Linked DNA regions of Sus scrofa: region 2 is linked to region 1. The links are chromatin contacts, called in public Hi-C maps. All regions are on one chromosome and are shown on one strand. Each heading gives the region's core, a stretch centred on a gene start, on an enhancer-like site or on the middle of the called end of the contact. The rest is flanking DNA. Distances are from core to core; before and after follow the strand shown.

Region 1 (5,766 bases), core at 1,160-3,659:
TATATTTAGACTGTAGTATGTTAATACAGGAGGCCCCTGATACGTGTGGGATTTCTTTCTATTTATTAACAGAATTATGTCAGAATGTTTATGCAGAAAGTTAGAAAGCCCTGGTCACCTACTGTCTGAACTATGGGAATCTTTTAGGGTACTAACATTTGATTTTTGGCAGGATTTGGTGGCTTTGGGTATTGGTAGCTCTCTCATATAAATTAAGGTGCTCAATCACATTGTCCTCTTTGATGATCCATCCCGCATTAGGAGCTGGAGGGACAATGCAGACCTTTGGATGGCAGGGCCTGAGTGCTGGGTAGTATGTCTGAGTGGCAGGGATGGGTTCTAGTGCAGGCAAGGCTTTTGGCAGATTTAATGATTGTCACCCTAATACAGATGACTTTCCTTTCCAAGATACATGTCTATCTGACTTTCTGGAGATCCAGTCTGACTCATCAAACTCCTGGACCTTTCCTCCAGGATGGCTGACCTGCCCCTCAAACCCAGTGTATCTAAAACCCAATAGCTTTTTTCAAACAAATTGCCTTTTTTTGCTTGGCTAATTTTGTCAATGATCCCTCAGTCAGTCCATGAACTCCATGCCAGTCATTTTGGGTTCCTATTTACCATCACCAAGTGTAACCTAGCACCAACACCTTGCCCCATCCTTTCTATCTCAGCTGCTCCCTCCACAGCTCAGGCCCTAGCACCTCACACTGATGCTATTGTTCAGCCTCCTGACTGGTCTCTGCCTCAGCCCCATTGCCTTTCTAGTAAAATCCAGGTACCTTCTCTTGGCATTAAAGGTTCTCCCTGATTGGCATCAGCCATCTTCACTTACTCCCTCCCCCTCCCCCCGCCCCATGTAAATGCTGTTTGTCCCTATAAACTCTTAAAACTCTTAAGTCATTTCCTTTACGTTAGTCTAAATTTGCCCCAAAGTTCATGGCCCAGTTAAAGGCCAGTCTGCACAAAGGCTCCAGAATCCTCTTGCCTGGAAACAAGGGCTCTTCCGTGTGACTGTCCATTACCCTCTAGAAGCCTCAATCACCATGCATGGCTTTGGAGTAGCTAATTGAGAATCTGCCTTAGGGTTTCTCCTAGAAGGAAGAGGCTGGCCGTATCTTTTCCGTCTTCCCATCTCCCAAAAACCTAGTACTTCAGGTCCCATTATTTATTCGCTGAATGAACGATTAGTCTTCTGCCTTAACAAAGTCAAAGAGCAATTTTCTGATACATCAAAATTTCTTTTCAGAAAGTATTCCTTGATCATATTGATGATTTTTCTCTCTCAAGAATTAGTGCCTTAGGTCTAGGTGCTTGGATGGGACTTTTTGCTGTGATCTGACCTCTGCGTTACTTTCTGACAGTTGCCTGAAGCACAATTTTTTCAAAGGCCAGGGATAGTTGTTCTCTGCACTACTGGGTCTGCCTGTGAAGAAATGCAGTTCAAGCTTGAAGGTGGCCCTTAGAGTGGTGCTGGCCAAGAGCAGCTTCTTTCTCTATTATTGTCTATAATCACTGGTAATTGTTTGAACTATAGTCTCTTCAGATTCTGTTTAAAAATCACACTTGCTTTTGATAGGAGTTAATGGGCTTGATGTAAGTTGGGAGTTGTGCAGACACAACCTTGGGCAGGGCTGGTTCCTTGGCTGTTTTTCCCTGCAGAGGTCATTGCTTCTGTCACGGTGGCCCCTTCTGCACAACACTCCTTTCCGTCTGCTTCTGGGAACCCTGCTCTCCCCCTGTCCCTTTAGATCTGAGAGTGGATATAATTCTGCTGCTCTGAGCTACAGGTTCTAGTACCACCCCTTGTGGTTCCCAACCTTTGCTGACAGTCAGTCTTTTTTTTTTTTTTTTTTTTAAATAAACCCTCCTCCTATTGCCTGGTTTGGAGTGTGCCATCTGTTTTCTGCCAAGATCTTGAATGAGACCGTGTCTATGTATATGGACCATATAATAAGGCTTTGAAAAAGCCTTATTTTTTTTTTTGTAGAGGCTTTTTCTTAAGAGTTCTATTCCTTGTGAAAATGAGGAGAGTTTCAAGATGACAGTCAGCAGAAAATGAGACAGAATGACTACCAAGTTATTTTGAAAATATAGTCTGCATTACCTTTTCTTTCCCTCCCTTTAACATGGATTTCAGAGAGTCTGGAGCCATTCACAATTTGGTAGGTTTGGTTTTGTCTTTGCAACAAAGAGGATGGTGAAAGATGCTATAGTCAGATGAGTGTTTTGTGTTCCTCTTTCTCACATCTGAATGAGGCCAAACTGCCAGCTAGAGTCACCAGAGCCACAGTGGTTGAGCGTCCCTGTCCTCCCAGAAAGCACAGCTTGCCTTACAAGTCCCTGAGCGAATGCTGGGTTGGCCCACAGGGAGCCTGCCACCTGTGGAGGCTGAGAAAGGGGTAAGTGGTCAGATGGCCACGTGTGGAAGGGTATCCTGGACCTGGGCAGGAAATGTGCTCAGAGGAAAGTTACGGTAACTTCACCAGTGTTGTGGTCGGGAGGGGGGTGTTCTGTGCCAGGGAAATCAGCGTCACCTTCACAATATGTTCACAAACATCACGGGGCAAGATGGTTGAAAATAGAAAGCTTTCATTTTCTTTGGTTCCTGCCTGACATGTTAAATTCTGTTCAGTCAGAATTTAAAAAAGGAAACAACGTGATTAGGATCTTTACAACCTGATGGTTAAACTGCAGAGTAAACTCTGATTGTGATGTGCAGAGATGGAACCCAATAAAGTTCTTAAGAGGTTCTGAAGCAAAAATCACATTGCTAAAGAAACATGTATTCTATCTTTTTGGGTGCTTCCTTAAATTGCAGACTTCAGCCTCGAGTGCTGCTCTCGGGTTCACCTGTCTCTATGTGCCATGTGAGTGCTCTATGGTACTGTGATAAAGAAAAGGAAAGATGGAAGATTGTAAATGAAACATGAAAAATAAACGTAATTCACAAAAGCCCTGAGGTTAAGGATTTGCCCGTGAGGTTTAGACTGAAAGTGACTTTATGTATGGACTAGTGTTTATGTTCAAACCCTTGGGGACATGTGGGCAACCTGAGATGGAATAGTTGCAGTGGTATAATTACTACTTTCAAATCTGAAATAATTTACAAGAGAGGCATTTCATAGGACCACATTGTCTGTAGGCCTTATCTGCGATCCATCTATGACCTTCAGGAAGTCTCTGAAGTTGTAAACAAAATCTTTTGTGTAGAGACAGAGTTAAGTTTGGTCCCAGACTTTTTCTAAATAGGACCATGAAATCAAGTCCATTTGCTGAATGTACAAACTTTGTTTTCTATTCATTCATTCATGATTTGAAACATTACCCTAAGAATCACAGATAAATACATGAGGTCTTAGCTCTTCCCTTCTTTGTGCAACCTTGTTTAGCAAGCCATTTACTTTGGTTTTCAGTTGCTTCTTCTGTAAAATAAGGAATTAGCTGAAATTATCCCCAATTTTCCTTCTAGCTGAGTGCTTTTTGCAGGCTGGTATTCCAGCAACATGGGGTAGAAAATGAAATGTATCTTGGCCCTGTCCACTTCTCACTCCATTTACTCCCCTACTCACTGGTATTCTATCTCTCACTTAATATTATCCAACTATCAAGTCCAAGCTTTGAGAGGGTCTAGAAATAATCACTGAAATTGCATTGAAATTTTGATGCAAACTGGCATAGGGAAAAGAACAATATATTGGAAGACATGAGGCATGAACCAAGTCCTAAGGGTCATGAACTTGTACTGTAACCTTGGAGAAGTTATTGGACCTCTTTGACCTCATCTGTAAAATGGGCATAAAATGGTCATCCTGCTTATTTACTTCCCAGGTTAATGGGGAGTTCAAATGAGATAAAATAGGAGAAAGCACTTTGCAACCCTGTGAATGCAGATCATAGCTACTAATTTGTCGCTGTATTCCCCACACTGCATTTTAGGCTTCACCTTATTTTGAAATCAAAGCATTAAATGAGCTGGTGGGGAGTGTCCTTTTAGGGTCAGGGTTTCTTCTCTGGTGTTTGGAGCCACACCTTAGAGATGGTTATCCACTCCACCTGTACAGAGAGTTGACTTGCTTATTATTATAGTAATTGACCTATTTACAACAAGTGAAATGGGAAAGCTTTGTTTTGTTTTTGGTAACTAAGCTTCCTTTCCTCCTTTCTCATGGAAGCATAAGCAACTTTCAATTTTCCAGAAGTCAACGATGTCACAAAATTCACAGATTATCTGTGGGAAATCTTTCAGCTCTCACTGCCCTGCTCATCAGCAGCAGATAAGTACCGTCTCCCCTCCAATCTCACTCTTCATGTTGCCTGTTGTCAAGGAGGAGTTGTGAGGGAAAGAGGTTTGAGGTTACTGCTTCCTGTCTCCACACCTTTAGCTGGTTTAGCTGCTAGGAAAGGGTTTAAAAAGCAAAGCACTCAATTCATCATCAAAACAACTTAATTCAATTAGAGAAATGTCAGTCAAGCCATTCTTTTGATAACCAGAAGTGAATACAACTGGGAGACTGACAATGCACCTGGGTAGACTTTGCCTAACTACTCACAAGTCAGAAAACTGAATATTTACAGGGAAAAGGGAAGGTCTGGTAAGAAAAAATTAACCTGAGGAGGACGTTTTCCACTCCTGGCACTAAGCAGAAAGCAAAAAGGGATCAAACAGATGTTAGTATGGGGAAGCTAAATATTTCTCTAGTTTCTTCTTCTGAGTCTAATTAAGTCCTTAAATTTTATAATATGTCCTTAAATTATGTGAAGTACCGTGGATTCCCTGAAACTCAGAGAACCACAACACATACCAAAGCCAAATGTCATTTGATATTCTGGTTATTATTTGCTTTGTGTTATCCATGTTATTTCTTCCATTAGAGTAAGAGATGTGCATTTTCACATATGCTCCATTTTAAGAAAAAAGAAAGGAAGCAGGACTATTGTGTCTACTGGGAGTTGTAATGATCGCATATACTCAATATCACTTAGAGCAAGTGGTTATCTTTTTATATCACCAAAAGTGAATTTTCTTCATTTAGTGTCTCTAAAGCAGATGTAGATTTTGAAGGCCTATGAGATGGTTTCTCACTTCGACTTTTCCAAATGACTGCCATGAACCAAGGCGGGACCAAGTCCTATAAGCTTACACATGTTGCAAAGCAAGAGGTTCTATCAGCCAATACTGAACTCATGTTGACCCTTAAGCTAGGAGGCTATTGCCCCACACTAGCACTTATTAAGCAAACGATTTCAAGCCTAATACCTAATTTAAAAATGATCTGTGTTGACATGGAAGAGGGAAGGAAGTAAACATCAACAAATTAAATCGATGTCTCTTTTTCCACAAATGGCCTTGCAATTGATATTTTTCAAGCTCTTTCTCAACAAAATATTAGAACAAAGAGTCACACAAGAAGGGGATTTTCCGTCCCTGGCCCAATTGTTGGGTATGCCATCAACCAGGAGAATATTGAATATGTAACAGCAACCTAGATACTGGGATCTTGGATTGCTCGGCCCTAGAAAGTTTCTCAATTTGTAGAGCTGAGGTAGACGGGGCTCAGGAGGAATCTGATCAGTTTTAACAACACTGAATTTGGAGGCCCCGTGATGAGCAGAAGTAAAATCTTCCACTTAGCTCAACACACCATGCTTTATAAAGGAAGGCAGAGGAAGACCACGGCTTCTCCCTTCTGAAAAAGGGCAAACACTGACTAAGCTCTGGGGAGTTGACTGCGTGCCCAGGAACTTCGAGGTAATTTGCTTCCT
Region 2 (5,766 bases), core at 924-3,423, 76 kb after region 1:
TCATTAAAATAATTAATTTCTTTCATTCACTCTCTTTTGTTCATTCATTCATAGATTCATTCACTAAGTTAGGCAATTTAACCTCTGTAAACAGCAGTTTCCTTATGTGTAAAATGGGGATCCTATGGAGTACTAGTTATCCTGTTACAGAGTATTTCTGAAGGGTAAGAAGGATAATGAATACAAAGTTCTTGGAGCGTAATAGGTACTAAAAAAATAGAACCTGTTATTGCTCTTATTATTATTACCCTCGCCAAAAGGTTTCACAACTATTCCACTGAGGAGAAATTAGCACCAGAGTGTGTTAAATGCCACTTAAAATTAACCACTTATAATTAACAGCGTAAAACACTGTGTGTGTTTTATCCCAAAAAGTAGACTCAGTATTTCTGTACAATTTTAAAGCTAATATTTGTTACCTTTGTCAAATCCTTAATTGAAAGATGCCTTTGATTTCTAAATCGGGATAGCCTATATTTTCATTAATTCTGCTGCTGAGACAGGCCAGATCCCTTGCCCAGAGGTGGCTGAAAGCCTTCTTTCTTGTAAGAGAATCACCTTTTACAAGTGAGGCAAAGACATGGACCCTTCAAATCTTTCCAAAGTCTGTCGTTTAGGCTTCTTGATAGAAACTGCTGGTGCTGGTTTTTCTGTAAGTACCTGGTAACAGTAATCATGTGTGCCAGGGCCTAATGCATCCCATGGCCACTTGGAATAGCAACAAGGATCTCCAGATGGAAGGATGCTGCAAATGAGGTTTATATAGTTAAAAGAACATTTGAAAGTCAGGGGATACACGTGTACTTTATGTAAATCCGAATTCAATTTAAATAAACACCATGGCCTTCTGGCACCCAGTAAAGGAAGGCAGCTCAGACACATATTCCCATCAGGTGGTAACTCTTATTAGCTGGAGTTGACTAAACTTTAAGCGAGTATGGAGAGTTCTTGGAATGGCCAGCTGTCAAAAATGGTAACTATTATTTCTGTTATTCTCAGCATAATGATCATCATCATCATTGCCCTGTGGTTATTATCTGAGGGCTCAACCAAGAAAACTTGCCCAGACCTCATTCTTGTTAATTGCAGGATGAATTTAGTGCAAGGGAAGCTGCCTTTCTAGTTATAAAATCTAATTTAGGGAGCAAAGGGATTGTGACATACGGAGATATCCTGTCCCTGCCCCCCCGCCCAATCCATGTGCTGGCAGCTCTTTTTCTGTCCTAGAAATTGTTGTGTTTTAGAACTGCTATTCTTAATGCCTACCCTCCTGTGATGCTGGGATACACAGGTGCTACTTCCATTGAATGTATCCAGATTTGATAAAACACAGCCAATTTTGGTGAAGCAAAGCACATAATAGTTCATGAGTGCCACAATTATGTGCTGTTTGCCAGAAGTGATAAGTGCTTTAGTTTGGGTCCTCTCTGAAGCAGAGCCTAAGGTAAGAACTAGGGTATGGGTAGTTTATTTGGGAGATGATCCTCAGAAGCAGGAGTGAAGGAGTGGAGACAGTGAGGTGGGAAAGGAGGAAGAGCTCGCATAAGAGTATATTATTGAGGCACATTAAGCAATGGGCCAGATTGTCCCGGAACCTGGGAGAAGCATACAGAATGCCTGTCAGAATCGTTCATCTGAAGGACTGTCACCAGCCCTTCATTGTTGAGGTTTTTCTTTGAGCTTAATTACCCTGAAATTCTGGGTTTATGCTTGCACAGAGTTGGGGTGGTATTTAGAGGAGGCCAAAGGGTAAAATAAACGCAAAAACAAACAAGGAGTGGGAGGCACTGAATGAATGGTGTAATAAAGACTTTAAAAAAAAAATCTGCACTTCCATACAAGCAATAAGAACTGTCAATATCAGCTTTTTTAGAACTCTGAAAATTAATTAAAGGCTTACAATAATCCAAGGAGTATTTATTAAAGCAAAATAGCCAAATCTTAAGTAAAAACAGCAAGATTCTGGGACTCCAAGGAGGACCACAAAATTGAAGAGGAAAAACTGGTTAATTAAATGTCCTCAGGGGATTTTTAAAGGTTCTGATATATTCCAGCGAATACAGAACAGGGCTGTGCATATACTCAAGAAAGTCCTCGAAGGCCCTAGCTCTCCCCTTGCGTTGATCTCAAGGCTCTGTACAAGCAGGAAATGAAAGCAAAAACATAGCTGGTAATGTTCTGCTAGAGTGTTGAAGGTGTGCCCCAACACAAACACACAGCCTGTAGGCAAGGTCTTGGAGGCTCATTGGTTCAAGGCATTTAAGGAAATTTCTGTCTAATTATTAACTGATCACTAAGCTAACAGAGCAGAGACTCCAGTGGCTGCATGGGACAAAGGATACAGACTTTGCAGAATAAGTTCATGAAAGTCATCAAACAAACAACAGCAACAAACCCTGGAAAGTAGGGGAATCTGACTTCCAGAGGTGGCACATTATGTTATTTAAAATGTTCAGCTTTTAGCAAAAAAAAAAAAAAAAAAAATATGAGACAGGCAAAGAAACAAAAAAATATAACCAACACACAGAAAAACAAACAAACAAAAACAGCCAGTAGAAATTGCCCTGAGGAAGCCCAGATGTTGTACTTACTACACAAAGACTTAGTAACCATAAATATGTTAAAAGAATTAGCAGCCATAAATATGTTCAAAGATATAAAGAAAACCATGTCTAAAGAATTAAAGGAAAGTATGAGAATGATGGCTCACAAAATACAGAAAATTAATAAAGAGTTAGGAATTATAATGAAAGAACCAAATAGGAATTCTGGATATGTTAACTTTTTTAAAAAAATTAAAAACAAAAGAAATTCTGGAGTTGAAAAGTACAATAATTGAAATCAAAAAATCACTAGAGGGGATCAAGAGCAGTTCTGAATTGGAAGAAGAAAGAATTAGTGAACTTGAAAGCAAGCTAATTGAGATTATCTTATTTGTACAACAGAAAGGAAAAGAGAAAAGAACACAAGTGTCCCCAGAGACCCATAGGATTCTATCAAGCAGATCAACATGTACATAACGGAGATCCCAGAATGGGAGGAGAAAGATATAGGGATAGAAAGAATATTCCATGAAATAATTTAAAAAACTTTCCAAATTTGATGAAAAACATTTATCTACACATTTAAGAAGCTTAAAAGTCTCCAGACAGGATAAACTCAAAAAGATGGAGTTTTGAGTTTAGATACATACGTCGTAGTCAAACTTTTGAAAAACAAAGACAGAAGAGAGTATTGAAAGCAGCAAGAGAAAAGCTTGTACCATCATGTACCTCTTGCACCAGGGATGTTCATAACAGCACTAATCATAACAGTCAAAAGGTGGAAAGAAATGTATGGATGGATGGATGGCGAAAAATAATGTAGCATCGCTATATAAAAACAATATTATTTGGCCACAAAAAGGATTGAAGTTCTGAAACATGTTACAACATGAATGAATCTTGGAAACATTTTGCTGACTGAGAGAAGCCAGTTACCCAGACCACCTGTTGTATGATTACTATGAAAAGGCCAGAATAGACAAATCCATAGACCTAGAGAGTCAGTTAGTGGTTGACAGAGGTGGGGAGAATCAAGAATGGAGAGTGACCTAGAGAGGATGGAATTTATTTTGCGGCTGATGAAAATGTTCTAGAATTAGTGGTATATGATACACAGCATTGTGAATATATTGAAATTCACTGAATTGATATTTTTTAAGAAAGTGGATTTTGTGAAATGTGAATTTTGTTTCAGTGAAGCTCTTACTAAAAAAAATCAAGAAAACTCTTTGGTAGGTGCTTGAAGTGGGTTACTGCCAGTTGAAGATGAATTCGTGTTCACATGAAACTGCCCACCACCAGCATGCTGAAATCAGGGGTGAGTTGAGGGGAAGTGATATGCAACATCAAAGAAATCTGCTATAGGAGTCTGAGACAAGATGATGAGCTGCAGGTTATGTGTTCTTCCTAGAGGTTTAGGAGTGAATTTGTGCTTTGTCCTCCCACTCAAGCAAATACAAGGGGGAAAACAATAAATGGAAGTGGAGTAATTGACAGTTGAGAGCACCTTGATCCCTAGAATTAATTTTTAATTACAAGTCTGAATTTTACATTCTGAATACAAACTTGAACTTTAATAATCTAAAAAAATCCATAATAAAACTTTTTTTTCTTTATAAAATATCTTGTGGCAGAGAGTAGCCTGATGAGAGCACGGTAGGGAACCAGGTCATCTATTTCAGTGAATTCCACACTTTAATTAATAAGCAGAAGAGTTACTTGAGAAGCTATGAAAATGTTGAGTTTGGATCTTTCCTACTTTCTAAACTCCCTCCATCTCTCCCCACCTCCGCTAGAGTGTGATTCAGTAGAATAGGGAGGGACCAAGTATCTGCACTGCCAAAAAGCACCCCTGCTCTTCTGAAGCAGGAGGTCTGTGGATCTCAGATGGATAAACGCTGATCTTGTCCAACTCACTAGTTTTACAGATGAGACACATGAGACAGAGAAAAGAGAAAATGATTTGTTTAGGAACACACAAGAAAGGCAGAGGTATAGAGTGAGAGTCTAAATTCAGGCCTTTTCACTTGCAGTTTTGTGATCTTTCCTCTTTGTCACAGTCTTTATATATTTGGGTTAGAACAGCCCTGCGCTCACTGCTCAGAGGTGTCCAGGGAGGCAGTGGACCACATATCAGGGAGCATTAAAGCCACCCCACATCTGCCCCTGGCTTGGGCAATAAGAATCTGTGCTGCCATTGCACATACTAAGCATCTTGTGCAGAGCACCAGAATGTGAGTAATGCCACTGTGGCCACCATGAGAGAGCCAGCGAAAGAGATGATGTGTTTAAAATATGACAGAGAGTGGTAACCCAAAGACCGGTAATTATTCATTTCCTCTTGGACCAGAGCTACACAGGGCTAAGCATTCACATATTTTTGAACATGTGGATCACTGATTTAAGCATTCAGTTTCCTGCTGGCATCTGACATCATGAAACCACAACTGTAGTTCCAATTCAAAGTTAAAAATAAACTTGGCTACAAAGATCAGAGATAATGGAAGGTATGAGACAGGGTATACTCTTCGAGGATAAAAGATTAGCCTTGAAACTATATTACTATAATTTGAAACCACTGGGCTGGAATAGGGGCATGAGAAAGGGGGCACTAGGAGGAGAAAGCCTCACGGACAAAGGCATGGTAGCATGGGAAAACATGGTGCATGAGAGAACTGGGAAGAATAGGGAGTTTGTTGTGGCTGGGTGAAGGAAAGAGAGGTGGGGAGAGAGGGAGGTAGAGAGGGAGAGAGGGAGAGAACTGGCAGGGATGGGGAGGGGTGTGGACCCTGAGACATGAGGTCAAAGTGGGAGGCAGGATCTTGATCACTTAAGAAACTTGGACATCATCTTATTGACACTGGGGAACTGTAGGAGGATTTCAAGTGATAGAATTACAGGCGAGAACGATCGCTTAGGTTAGAATATGGAAAGAAGTTGGAAAGGGGGTCCAGAAATGGAGACAAGTTAGAAGTGTTGAGAGCCTGAACTAAGGGAGAGGTTAGCTGGGAAGACATCCCATCCCTAAGGATGACCACTTTCAGTTGCTACCACTGGCTGGTCCTTGGGAGGCTCAATCCTGGGAATGTTTTGCCTGCTGCCTCCTTATTTCTTAAAAGACATTCCAGTGAATAGATTTGGCAACCAGATTTCAGAGCTACAAGGCTGAGTGAGGGGTACAAAAGTTAGGAAAAAAAACACACAAAAAAACAACCAAACAGTA

What was found. A called contact is a pair of places that touch in the nucleus more often than the background predicts.
Region 2: a Hi-C map of liver shows a contact between it and region 1, with 2.5 times the contacts expected there. The contact joins two enhancer-like sites. A contact is called at or near these places in 2 of 47 Hi-C or Micro-C datasets (liver and mesenchymal stem cells).

Annotation. Positions count from the first base shown.
Region 1 is chr15:107,137,767-107,143,532 of Sscrofa11.1, forward strand. All of the region lies in intron 1 of CD28 (CD28 molecule), which reads left to right. Among named protein-coding and RNA genes, the nearest start is that of CD28, 13 kb to the left of the region's middle. Within about 2 kb of position 2,410, at least 8 of the 83 cell types and tissues checked have an H3K27ac peak or open chromatin away from gene starts, as enhancers often do. A contact at or near this core is called in liver, where this site is marked.
Region 2 is chr15:107,213,563-107,219,328 of Sscrofa11.1, forward strand. No RefSeq gene overlaps it. Among named protein-coding and RNA genes, the nearest start is that of CTLA4, 67 kb to the right of the region's middle. Within about 2 kb of position 2,174, at least 10 of the 83 cell types and tissues checked have an H3K27ac peak or open chromatin away from gene starts, as enhancers often do. A contact at or near this core is called in liver, where this site is marked.